Linked DNA regions of Mus musculus: regions 1 and 2 are each linked to region 3. Evidence: chromatin contacts called from public Hi-C and HiChIP or PLAC-seq data. All regions are on one chromosome and are shown on one strand. The core of a region is the stretch at or near the end of the contact, and the rest is flanking DNA. Distances in the headings are between cores, read along the strand shown.

The links. Hi-C and Micro-C count contacts between places; a contact is called where the count stands out from the background. HiChIP or PLAC-seq counts read pairs in DNA pulled down with a chosen protein or histone mark.
Region 1: an H3K4me3 HiChIP or PLAC-seq map of forebrain shows a contact between it and region 3, with 2.7 times the contacts expected there. The contact joins two enhancer-like sites. A contact is called at or near these places in 3 of 39 promoter capture datasets (embryonic stem cells, liver and stem cell-derived epiblast-like cells), 4 of 484 Hi-C or Micro-C datasets (the AML12 cell line, bone marrow-derived macrophages and liver), 8 of 115 datasets of contacts at active chromatin or transcription factors (craniofacial prominence, embryonic basal ganglia, embryonic forebrain and 4 more) and 1 of 9 other capture datasets (embryonic stem cells).
Region 2: a contact with region 3 is called in a Hi-C map of cerebral cortex, with 2.8 times the contacts expected there. The contact joins the promoter of Nfam1 here to the enhancer-like site in region 3. A contact is called at or near these places in 10 of 39 promoter capture datasets (cranial neural crest, embryonic stem cells, liver and 3 more), 21 of 484 Hi-C or Micro-C datasets (the 63-12 cell line, the AML12 cell line, the CH12 cell line and 13 more), 11 of 115 datasets of contacts at active chromatin or transcription factors (bone marrow-derived macrophages, craniofacial prominence, double positive thymocytes and 7 more) and 4 of 9 other capture datasets (adipose tissue, embryonic stem cells, liver and 1 more).

What each region holds. Positions count from the first base shown.
Region 1 is chr15:83,054,477-83,058,479 of GRCm38.p6, forward strand. No RefSeq gene overlaps it. Among named protein-coding and RNA genes, the nearest start is that of Nfam1, 23 kb to the left of the region's middle. Within about 2 kb of position 2,350, at least 89 of the 459 cell types and tissues checked have an H3K27ac peak or open chromatin away from gene starts, as enhancers often do. A contact at or near this core is called in forebrain, where this site is marked.
Region 2 is chr15:83,031,958-83,036,217 of GRCm38.p6, forward strand. Nfam1 (Nfat activating molecule with ITAM motif 1) reads right to left here and starts at 1,440. Exons shown (of 6, transcript NM_001271411.1): 1 at 1,156-1,440. The coding sequence starts at 1,273. It overlaps Gm32620 (a long non-coding RNA gene), which reads left to right and starts at 1,359. Exons shown (of 3, transcript XR_384275.3): 1 at 1,359-1,547; 2 at 2,302-2,395.
Region 3 is chr15:82,938,369-82,942,604 of GRCm38.p6, forward strand. It overlaps a transcript of Tcf20 not described here. Among named protein-coding and RNA genes, the nearest start is that of Mir3080, 19 kb to the right of the region's middle. Within about 2 kb of position 2,278, at least 79 of the 459 cell types and tissues checked have an H3K27ac peak or open chromatin away from gene starts, as enhancers often do. A contact at or near this core is called in the NIH/3T3 cell line, cerebral cortex, cortical neurons and 2 more, where this site is marked.

The sequences.
Region 1 (4,003 bases), core at 1,100-3,599, 120 kb after region 3:
AAACAATATTTTCATCATGAGAGAGAAAAAGGAACAAACATGTCAGATGCAAATGAAGTCCTGCGTGAATGTGCATTACTGACATGAACACAGACATGTCACCCCAAAGCCTCAGACTCCAGAGGAACGGCAGAGGCTGATCTAAGTACACTCGTGTGCAGAAATTATGGATTTTGGCTTCCACCTCTCCAGGACTGATCCCTGAGATGAGACTGCCACTCCTCGCAGAGACCTCCCCAGAGATTTGCTCCCCCACACCCCCACTGGTGCTCCCCAGCTGCTGGTGGTCCCCATCAGAGTGCGCAGCCCACATGGTCCTTGCTTGTCTGTAAGCGTGTGTATCCGTCTTTTGTTTATTTGTTTGTTTGTTTTTCGAGACAGGGTTTCTCTGTGTAGTCTTGGCTGCCCTGGAACTCACTTTGTAGACCAGGCTAGCCTCGAACTCAGAAATCTGTCTGCCTCTGCCTCCCGAGTGCTGGGATTAAAGGCGTGCACCACCACGCCCGGCATGTATCCGTCTTTTGTAACTCTCCATTGTCCCAGGCAGGTCAATCCCAAAGCGGTGGATGTCTTGGCACAAATATAAAATCACAGAGCACATGCATCGACTCTGTCATCCTAAATTTAATCTGGAAAATAAGCATGAATTCATATATTCTCTCTCTCCCCCCGTTTCCCTTCCTCTGTCTCTTTCTCTGTGTGTGTGCACGAATATGTCTGTATGCGTCTGTGTTGTCTGTCTTTTTATTTTATTTTGAGACAGAGTCTCATGTAGCCCAGACTAGCTCCCGCTTACTATACACCCAAAGATAAATTTGAACTTTTTAAAAAAATATTTTTATTATTTTCATTGTATGCAGTAATGTATGTCTGCAAGTGGTTATGTGCACATAAGTTGTCAGGCTTGGTGGCAAGTGCCTTTACCCACTGAGCCATCCTACCAGCTCCAATTGCTGTCTCCTAATGTGTCTGCCTAAATCAAGGACGTAGCATCCACACGCAGATCTGAACTTACTGTGGGTTTCATCTGGAACCAGTTCTTGAGTATGAAAGGCCCCGACTTTGCCGCCTTTCTATGTCTACTGTACTGAGACCCAAAAGAAGGGAAATCGTTTTAGATGTGAGACTGGATTAAAATTCAAGTTCAAAAGCATGCAGGCTGGACCCGGGAGGTGGCAAAAGATGAGAGGCTCCATCCAGGCCATCCTCAGCCACACAGTGAGTTCAAGGTCACCCCAGACTACAGGAGGAGCATTTGTCTCAATAAACGCACACAGAGAGCTAACCAGAACACCACAGCTGTCATCTGTGCTGCTGAGCCTGATCAGGATGCTAAAGACCTCTCAGAAGAACGGGGTCCAGGATAGGCCCAGGATAGCCCCGAGGATGCCTGGGCATTTCTGCCTCTGCCTCTGCCTCTGTTTCATTGTCATATATACAGAAGTATGCACAAGCAGCCCCAAACTGCCCCTGCTGTGCTGAAGATGAAAGCAAGCAATATACTCTACACTACTTTTTTTTTTTTGGTGGTGGTGGTGGGAGGGAGGGGGAGGGGGAGGGGAACAGGAGAAAGGAGGGGGGCTGGGAAGGGAGGGGGCGAAGGATGGAGAAAGAGAAGGGAGGGAGGGTGAGATCCTGTGAAGGACAAAATACTTTCAGGAATCAATTCTCTCCTCCTGTCATGAGGGTGGGCTCATATTTAGGTCCTCTAGCTCGGCATGGGCCGCAAGACCCTTTGTCCATTGAGCCATCTCGCCAGCCCCTAGACCACTGCAGCTTCCCTCTCTCGCTGGCGTCCTCTCTTTCCGTTTTTAAAAGCCATTCTACTTAAGCATCAAGTAGAAATGTAGTTTTGTAAAGGGACCGATCTTCTCTTTCAAGCCAAATGAGGGTGCCCCCCCCCCCATACCCACCCTCCTCTCATCTCACGGCTCGGTTCTTGCTCTAGGGCTCTAGGAGGCCCGATCTGTTCAGCAGCTCTGATTGATAACACAAATCACCCCGGAGGCTCTGAGGAAGGGACTTGGATGTCAGCTGGAGGTGCAGTGGGAGTCACGGCCCTGCCCCCACATCGTTTATTCTTTCACCGCATGGCAAGCTCCGAAGGACCGGAGCAATTCCACCAGCTCTCAGAATTGGCACACCGCGAGCCTCCTCTCCCCGGACCACCGCGCTGCCATAAATAGACACCACGTGGCCTCCTTTTATGATAAGGTTAGGGGGAAACGAGTGCGTGGGGAGAGGCCGGCGGGAGAGTGGCAGCTCCGAGTCACAGGGATAAAGCCTGCGCAGCACTGCTCTTCTTGCCTGGGGCGGGATCAAAAGCGGGAGCCGAGTGGCAGCCGCTGGGCTCCCCAGGCGCTTCCTTTGGTGGTTCCCTGACTCCCAGCAGCGGTTCCTGCCCTCAGCCATCTTCATCACTCCTGCTGGGGCTGCAGGCGCCCTGCCTTGCCAGGCTTTGTGGCTCCCCCGGCTCATTTTCTGATAGAGCTGTCAGTTTTTATTGCTGATAGGAGAAATCATGCTCTCTCTTAGCTGAATGTTAATTGGCCTTTTCCTCTCTCATTCTGTGAGAACATGTAGTCCCCTTGTCTATTCACCCCTCCCCACCCCCCAAAGGTAGAAGCAGCATTCTGGAAAGACAAGGAAGGTGGTTCTTGCTAAATTGCTAATTGTTAATTCAGAGGTTAAGAAAAAGCTAAATGGGGGGCGGGGAGGGCGGAGCTATAACCATACTTCTGAAGTCTCCATGAGCCTAGTGTGGACTATATATATTCTCATTGGCTATAGAGGGCCCAAGAATCAATAGGGGGATGGGTAAAGTCAAATGTGGAGGGGCTAGGCACCAAGCCAGCCCCGGTTGCTGCAGAGATAGAGCCAGAGACACCTGACAAACTGATGGGTCAGTACAGCTGTGACTGTAGCAGCGACAGAGGTAAATAGCCAGTAAAGACAAAGTTAGAAACTCAGCCTTGAGAACAGCCAGGAACTAGCTGGCAGGAGGCTGCAGTAGGGATGTCCCAGTTAGGAAAGGCGGTGCAAGTCATAGATGCCGCAAAACAGGGCAGTGAACTGGAGACGTTTGATATGACAGCCCAGCACAGGGTTGTTGCCCTACAATTCTCTTGTACTTAAAAAGTAAACTGGTGGGCTGGAGAGATGGCGCCGGGGTTAAGAATGCGGGGTGTTCTTAACAGAAGACCGTTTGATTCCCGGCACCCACATGGCTCCCAGCCACCTGTAACTCCCATTTCAGGGGCTCTGACGCCCTCTTCTGGCCTCTGTTAGCACTGCATGCATGTAACGCATAAACATACATGCAGGCAAAATACCCATACACATAATTTTTTTTAATTAAGTGAACAAACCAGGGGGCAGCAATACCTGTAATCCCATCATTTTGGAGACTGAGACTGAGTGACAAGTCTGAGACCAGTGTGACTCCCCTTCTCATAAAGGAAAGGAAGAGGGAGCCGGGAATAGCCTTATGAAGATTTAACTGTAAAACGTGACTACTTAAAGTATACAATTTAATTTTTTTTTAAGTACATTTACAAAGCTGTGTGCCCACAGCCAACTCCAGAACATTCTACAGGGAAGTTTTCTGAGAACAGCTTTGATAAGGACGGGGCATGATGAAATGGCAACAATGTCTCTTGTCAGTTTGTCAGCAGAGCCCAGCGAGGCTGGAGAGTGAGGGGGAGTGAGCCAAGGACAGGAGATGTAGCACAGCAGGGAGGGTGAACAGGACCAAAGATTTGTGTGGCAACAGGGGGAGCATTTACTCATCTCTTCTATTCTTCCTTGCCAAAAATAAAAGACCGGGGCTAGGTCCGCTCAAGCCATTTTTGCTGGCTGGCTTTTTTAGTGACAGTCATACAAATCAGTGTGATAGATTTTGTTGCCTCTTTGTAAAGAAAAATCGACAGCGAGGCCACATCACAGAAAAATGCAGGATTCTGAAGTTTCTACAAAAGGGGAGCAGCCCAGAGCACTGGCCCTC
Region 2 (4,260 bases), core at 190-2,689, 93 kb after region 3:
GCTCACAGCATAAGTGTAAGGACCAGAGTTCGAAACCCTGGAATTCGAATAAAGCAGAGTAGCACGTGTCTCTGATCTTATTGTTCCTGCCACAAGACAGGAAGCAGAGACAGAATCCTTGGAAGCTTGCAGGCCAGCCAGCCTGGCATTCACAGCAGTGACAGACAGACAGACCAGACAGACGGATGGGCGGGTGGGTGGGCAGGCAGACAAACAGACAGGCAGGCAGGCTATTTCAAACAGGTAGAAGGCAAGGATGTTCACCCGAGGCTGGCCTCTGACCTTCGTAAACTCACCTCGGCACACACAGGCACACGCACACACACACATGATTTATAAAATAAATAAGTAAAGTCAAACAGAGAACAGTTAGTACTCAGCCTCCACAGTGGAGTGTCCCTGGGTCAGCAATGGACCAGCTGCTAGCCAGGCCAAGGCAAGAACACATAGTGCCTGACAGACATTACCCAGCACCACCAGGGAACACACCTGAGAGGGACACCCTTGGAGGTGCGCTGGCCTAGATAAATTGGCCTCTACCCCACAGCTTGCTTTGAATCCAGACCTCCCAGCTTCCAAGGGAGCCTGGAACTAGGATAGGACAGCAGTGTTGGCCCTGGGGAGATTCGCTGGTCATAAAATCCTTGGCCTCTGACTGCATTTTAGAAAGTGCTAAGTGTGACCCTTTCTAGTGTGGCCCCAGGATGCCGTGCTCTGACTGCCTTTCTCTGTATTCACCAACCACCACCAGCAGCACCCAGGGCAGCTCCACCACCTGGCAGATTCAACAGAACTCCTCTACCACAGTAGCCTTGTAAGAGCTGTCTTTTCCATGGACTCCACACCTGACCTCAAAAACACAGCACCCACCTTCCTTATTTAAGGACCAGGAGGCCTAAGCTATGCTGTCAGGAAAGCTGTTAACACTGGGGTGAAGACACAGCACCGTCCCCCCACAACCCCTTCAAATGCCACCTTGACGAGGCATTAGCTAAATATCTTCTCAGTCCCCGAAGGCTTCCCACATGAAGTCTACAATGTTCAAACGCAACCAGCAAATCCCCAGAGACAGGTCCCGGGAATTAGCTGTTCCCGCTGGATGAAAGTCACTCTGATGTATGCGAACAAGAGGACGTGAGAAGGAGACAGACTTGCCTGTTAGCTGCAGGGTCTGGGGCACCGGCAGCAAACAGAGGAAGCACCAGGCTGGGAGCCAGCTGGGTGGGTGCAGGCATCGCACTCGGGCCCCACGTCGCAGAAGCCAGCTCTCCATGGAATACCGTGCGCCAAGCTGGACACTTATCAAAGCCTGTTCCTCCTTCCGCTTCAGGTCACTGCAGACTAAGGCCCCTGCTGGCAGCTAGAGTTCCCTTTTGTGTCCCCATAAGTTCCTCCTCTGGACACCCTTCTGCTTCCTCAAGGCGGTTCCTCTCAGAAACCCTGACCTCCCTCTGAAATAGCGGAAGCAACCTTGGTGAGGGGTTCCAACAGATAAACAGCCTGGGGCTCCAACTCATCCAAGCCACACAGTGGGAAAAGAGCATGCGGTAGGAACCTTGGCTTTCCCGGGCTTCTGGGGCCTCCTTAGTCCCTCGCAGCAGAGGACCCTGTCCTGGAAGCTGGGTGGCCATGCTCCTTAGGTCTGAAACCCTAAAAATGACCATAATCCCACCTGCTCAGACATCCCTGCAAGGTCCCTGCCATCCCTTGAGAAGGTGTCCTGAAGGGGGGGTGGGGTGGGAGTGGGGGGAGCCTAGGGTGGGGGAAGAATAAGCAGAGGAGTGGCAGACTGGGAGGCTGAAGGGCCTTAAGCCACTTGTCCCAGCCTCCGGAGGGAATTTAACACATCCTGGAGTGAGAGACAGTAGCTGGTTCTTCGGAGGAACTCCTCTTGATCCACCTGAACTGATACGCCTCCTCCTCCTCCTCCTCCTCCTCCCACTCCTCCTCCTCCTCCTCCTCCTCCTCCCACTCCTCCTCCTAGGGTGGGGGGGGGGCTCCCTAACCCGACTTCACCCCATCCCCACCCAAGAGGAGACACAGGCCCCTGACTGCCTCCTTCCTTATCAGCTCTGCTCTCGAAGCCCCCATGGCGCTAGAGGTCTCAGTACTGGGACAGTGATGGCTTCCTATGAGGGGGGGAGGGGCCATCCTCTGCAGACTCTAGGGAGAACTCCTAAGGTCCTGGAGCCCCGTGTCTGTTTTGTGACCTGAAAGGTAGGGGCTGAGAGGACAAGGGGAGAAAAGCAGCAGGAAAGAAGTTGAGGGCCAGACCTGCTGAGTCTCGACTTTTCTCATTAGAGCCGTGAACCCAAGAGAGCCCTGAGTAGCCCCACCACACCAGTGAGAGACTTCAGCATGAAGAGGTGAAGCAGCTAGCTCATGATCCCGGCAGGTCTGTGGGGCATAAATGAGAAGGACAGATAGATTTTTACCTGGATTTTCTTTGCCACTTGTGCCAGTGTGGTGGAGGCTGGGCACGTGGCTGATGTTCCCCCCCTCCCCCACCCTTTCATATCACCATGGGGGCTTCTGTCAGTACCTTGCCTAAATCCCTTCCCCTTGGCCTCTGCACAGTTAACAGTGAAAGCTGCAGGGTGTTTGGGAGCAAGAACCCTGAGACTGGTGTGCAGAGGCAAGCAGCCATAGGCCACCCACCCGCAGAGGAAGATGTGTATGAACAGGAGAAGAGGCAGCGCGAAGGGGCGGGCTGGGACCCAGGCGGTATTGGCTGTTGATCCATCAAGGTGATACATGATCACAAGTGTCACAGCGAAGCATGGATAATCTGCTTCACGCCGCTCCCCAGCTCCTGCGGGGAGCAGATTGTCTAAGCACTCCGGTGCCATGGTGATAGACGTCATGTTAATGCCTCGGTGCACAGAGGGAGCATTTTAAAGGCATCGGGCTGCGCCTCCGTGAGTCTCCTCATGACTTGGCACCAGGAGATGCCTGAGTGCCAGGCTGCCTGAAACACAGATCCTGGCTTCCCCAACACTGGTGCTGTCCCCATGCCTGCCCAGGTGCCAGCTAGCTGCTCCTCCCTGCCTGTGCTTGGTACTGCTGTGCATCCCGTGCAGATAAACGTCAGTCCCTGACAGCATACCTGCACCTAAGCTGCAGGCAGCGGGGCCTTACGGGACCCTGCTGAACACCTAGCAAGCCACTCACTGTCCTACCCCCTGCACAGGTCTTCAACTCTACAAGACTTCATGCTGGTGCAGGAAGTTGCTCAGAGGCCAAGCACTGCCTGGGCTCTGGGTGGGGCTGATGAGAACACAGCAAAGGAGGGGAGGGGGCTGAGGGGCTGCATCACCGTGGGGATCCTGAGCTACTGGGAAGAGGCAGGGACAGACCTGAGAAGCAGAGCCCCTCTGACCCAGGTGACAACCCAATGGACATCAAACCAAGGCGCATTCAGAAACCTAAAGGTCTCCGTGACTCTCCAGCACCTGTCACCCAGTGCTTTGAGCTGTAGACCACCTGGGCTCCATTCCATTTGCTGTTTTTTTTTTTTTTTTTTTGTTTTTTTTTTCCTGTCCTGTGCCCCAGGCAGGAGCCCTGAATAAGTAGTAGCAAGGTTCGAAGGTAGGAGGAGGACAGGAAAGAACAGAGACTTCACAGCTCTGGGCTGGGCCTCTGAGCTTGACTTTGTAGATGAGATTCCTGGGGCCAGCACATGTCAGCCGTGGCGTGGGTCTCACTAGGCACCCGCTTACCCCCCATCTACCCTTTATATCTCGCTGGGCACATCCTCTGCCCACAGCACCAGCCTTCCTAACAGATACAGAAGAGCAAGAGCCCATCTTGAGGAGCCATGTCTAAAGGGAACAAAGATAACCCAGGACAACTCAGTATGACTGTGTGGTCCAGCCTAGCCGCTGGGGCCAAACACTCTTCACCTCCAACTTAATGGGCATGGCAACCCTATGTGCTGGTATCTGAAATTCCTTCCATTTAATAGGTGCAGAAACTGAGGCACAGAGAAGACAAAGTGATTTCTAACCACTATCCTAGCGCAGCAGTTCTCAGCCATCCTCATTCTCTAATCTTGGCCCGCCACCCCCAACCAAATAGTTACGTTCGTGGCTACTTTGTAACTTTAATTTTGCTACTGTTCTGAATCTCAATGTAACTTTCTGTGTTTTTCTCAAGGCCTTAGGTGACCCCTGTGTAAAGGTCATTCGGCAGCCCCAACAGGGGCTCATAGGTTGAGAACCTCTGCTCAGACTGAATACCTAAGGGACAGACAGCACACAG
Region 3 (4,236 bases), core at 1,028-3,527:
GTGATTTCCCCACGGCCGCGTCGCAGGCCCTCCGAGGAGCTCAAATCCCAGGCAGCAATGCCTCCCATGGCAGAGGGTGGGCAGGCAGCCAAGCAGCGGGGGAGGGGGCAGGCGTGTAGCCAGGCAGCCCATACCTGGTCCAGCTGCTTCCCAGGACCCAGGGGAAGGAGGGAGCAATTATCAACAGGGAGAGGAGCCCACAGGCGTGCACCCAGGAGCTGGGAGGGGGAGCAGAGAGCCAGCAGGGAGGACAGAACTACTTCATATTCCCTTCATTCTTTCTGCTTCAGGCACAAACACCCAAAGTATGTTGGACAGATGGACGGACAGACAGATGCATGGATGGATGAATAGTTTATAAGTGCCGAAAGGCCTGAGAGGCAGGATCCTAAGTGGCCCAGAAGATAGGCAACAGCAGTGTAACAGCCTGGTAGCCAGTATCTGGTCACTTCAGTCTGGGTCAGTAGCACCTCCCCATCCTGTACCAGTGGCCCCAGTTCACATCCCAATAGCCCACACTGTCCGCGCCTACTTCCATAGGTGGGAGGGGCAGGGAGTTGGACCAGAACACTCAAAGCTTATCACATAACTCTTCAAAAACTCGCAGCTGATGCCTGAGGGCCAGGGTAGATGGCAGACTGAAGTCACCTCAGGACCACCACAGGACAGTCCAGTCTACAAAGGAAGGCCCAGAAAGGTGCAGTCGCTCAGCAGTCACCTGTGACCCTCCAGGAGTGAAGCCAGCCTTAGGCCACTTGTGCCAAGATGCCAGGGATCCACTCACTGGGGATCCCAAGTCCTTGAGTAGACAGTGAAGGCTGAAGGTGAGGAGGAAACAGAGGGCAGGCACGCTGAGAGACCAGCACATTTAGGTCAGGTGCAAAGAGGCGGGGGGAGAGGGGGAGGACAGGTAACCTAGGCGTAGATGGGTACAGAGGCAGACAAAATAATGTCACTTATTCAAACATCCATTGTCAAGGTCCTGAGCTGGCCCTGGAACCAAAACTGAGTAAGCCTCCCTCATTCTTGAGGGCAGCCCTATAGGCTGGTAGAGGTGGGGACAGAAACAGGAGCTGCTGGTTACATGAATGGGCAGTGTAATGAAGTTAAGAGTCCAGGCAACTGGGACCCACGGAAAATGAGAGACCAGTGTGGTCGGGGTGGTGACAAGGAAATGTCCAGTGAGGGTGTACTATCTAGAAGTGTACGCAAATATGAGGGTCTCTGCTCAGCTCAGCCCACTGGATCCATGCGGCTGAGGTATACTATGTTCATTGTGCCGTCGCTGCAGCACCTGTCTCCCGCCTGCTCCTCTAGCTCCTTGAGGCTCAGAAGTGTTGACTGAATGGCAGGATCCCCAACAAGCTTCCACAGTGCTGACCCCCCCTTCCAGCACCAAGGGGTTCTCAGAGCTCACATGTGTACCTCCAGACGTGCCAGAGAGCCCCTTAAGGGCAGGACCAGACAGTGTCTCACCAGTAGCCAGAGGCTTTCTCACAGTGAGTGCTGAGGAAGTAGGGGTCTTGGAGGAGGGAGAAATGGCTTCCAAGGCCCTGTGGAGGCAAGCAAGATCAATTCCAGGAACTTCCAGGGGTCACTAGGAGCACAGAGACAGCAGTAAAGGGCGCAGTGTGACCTTCATGTCCATTGGTCCCAGCAGCCTGGTCCCAGAGGCTCAGAAAGGTCACCTACCACACAAGGCCCTTCCTCGCACCCCAAGTAGCCCTGCACCACCCATGGCCTCTGAATGTATCTACCAGGAGGGCACAGCTTGGTACCCGGTGCCAGATCCTATCTGCATCTCCAGGTTTCCAGGCTCATCCCTAGATGGCAACTGGGATGAAAATAATGCCCATCCACCCCCAAACCAGGAGCCTGAGAGAGCCAGGGGTGATTCTCACCTCCACCTTCATGTGTAGAGGGCCACAACCCAGCCAGGACGGAAATACAAGAGACTGTAGCAGGAAGCACCTATGGCGAGCAGCCCTTCCTCCCCACACCTGCCCACCACTCCCCGGAGAACAAACGCTCACATACTGTAACTCCACAACTTTATAAGCTGCAGAAGCTGAAGCCAGAGGTCCCTCTTCATCCTCCAATGGGAGAAGCACCCTGACAGCCAGGGTCTCCAGAGTGACAGAACTGTTTTCATGTCAATACCACTGGCATCACTACCACCTTCCCTCTGAGCGGCCTCATTCCTAGGTCTCTCCAGTCCTTTTCCTCCTGAAGCTAGCATGAAACATCCCTCCCTCCCCCACCCCTCTCCAGTGCTGCCAATGGCTCTCACTGAGTCACAGCTAGACTCCTTGGCTTCCAGCCCCTGATGCTGGCATCGGCAGCCCTTTCTGGTCTCATCCCCAAAACTTCAGTCTAAAGTCACCCTATCCCCAAATACAAAATGTCCCTTTCTGCTTCTGTGCCCACAGCTTCTCTCCCAGGAATACTCCTGCCCTGTGCCCCTTCACTGCCAAGTAGAAAGTGTGCCCCAAAGGCATGGCTCAGAGGCCTGGTGGCCTTGACAATCTCCGAAGACCCCTGAAGACCCACAGAGAATCCCAACCACAGTGCACGTCTGCCTCTGCTGAAGACTGAATGCTCTGCGTGCCGGGCTGCCTGACTCACTCCACACACCCTCAGCACTTGCTGGAACGAATAAATTACCTCATTTAGCCACAGAGCACGCCTGGCTGGAGTGTTGGCAGTTCAGCCAAGAGCCCTCGCGTGGAAACCACCACGCTGAAGGTGGCAATATTTCACCTCACCTAGAAGTGTACTGTGAGCGCTGGAGTCTCAATGGAGCAAGTGTTTGTGTGTGGCTGGGGAGGGAGGTACTGGATGATAAGCACTGGTTTAAATACATACGACATGGAGAAACCTCCAACCCCAACTGGACAGGGCCCACCATGCTCTCTGAGTCTCTTCACCATTCCACAGGGGACAAAACAGGAAAAGCACCTCCATTTCATTGAGGTGGGCACTGAACAAGAGATGGCCCAAAGAGGCCTCGTTTGTCAGGCTGGCATCAATGGGGCTTGTTCCTCCCTACTTGGGTGAGTGGTAACAGGGGTGGGACACAGCAGCAGAGCCACTGGAGAGCAGCAGTCCTGTACCTTTCACACAAGCAGGGATGGGCAGGGGAGAAAAGATGAGCCAGACCCTGCTGGAGCCTAGGCAGGGAATCACCGTGGCTTCTCCCCATGTGTGCCAGCCCATTCCTCGGCATCCCAGTTGGCCATGCTCCCAGAGCCCTATGGGGCAGGCAGGCCCAGGCAGCAAAGACCCTCACTGGAGGTCCCAACAAGCCCCAGCACAAGGCTGTATGCCAGGGATGGACTGGGTCCCGGTACCCACAAACATCCCGGCACGTTTATCTGCCAGAAGCCCTAGCCATGGCCACAGACCCTGCTAGGACACCCTAGGCCCCACCCTGTTTGCCAGGCCTGATTTGCATATGCTAATTAAGACACACATCCCTTGCTCCCCTTGGAGCCAGCTTGTTTGGGGAACGGCTGGATCTGGCTATACCTGTACCGTGCTGATGTCACGCCGAGCTATTTCCAGCCTGGTTGCCATGGGAACCACAAGGCCTCAGCTCCAGTTAGGAGTTCAATATATAATTTACTTACTCCCCCATCCCCCCCAGCCCCACCCCGAAGAGACTGGGGCGTATGGGGAACAATCGGCTAAAATATACAATAACACCCTTCACTTCCCTCAGAGGCCTGTGAGAGTGGAAGGGGAGGAAGGAGAGCCACACAGTGGAACGGTAAATCCATTTTTGGAAAAGGGGGACGGTAGTGGGGAGATCGCTTCCTTCTTTGAGGAAAGAAGGAAGCTTGGCACTTGGGTGCTTCCACAGAGACTCAGGCTTGGCCAGGGGTGACCCAGAGCCTTCTGCCCTGTGACAGCCCAATGCCGTCAGGCATGCTTTCATCAGGAACTTCAGTTCCTCAGGAAGAACCTGCCTGGCCCCACGAGAGCTCCTAGGCTTATAAAATCACTACTAACTCAGCTGCCTCAGCTTCGGCACCTCTTAAACACACAGATGTTCCCAGGTCCTGCTGCCAAATACAGGGGCCACCTGCTACCTCCAGGCCCGGTGTGTGGTGTACCTTTGATGGACCCAGATGCTGGCTGAGGCCAGGGGCCATATGGTCACTTAAAGGTGGCACTTGCCTTACTGAGGCTCAGGCCCTGCTACTCTGCGCCTGACAGTTCTACAGGCAGTATTTA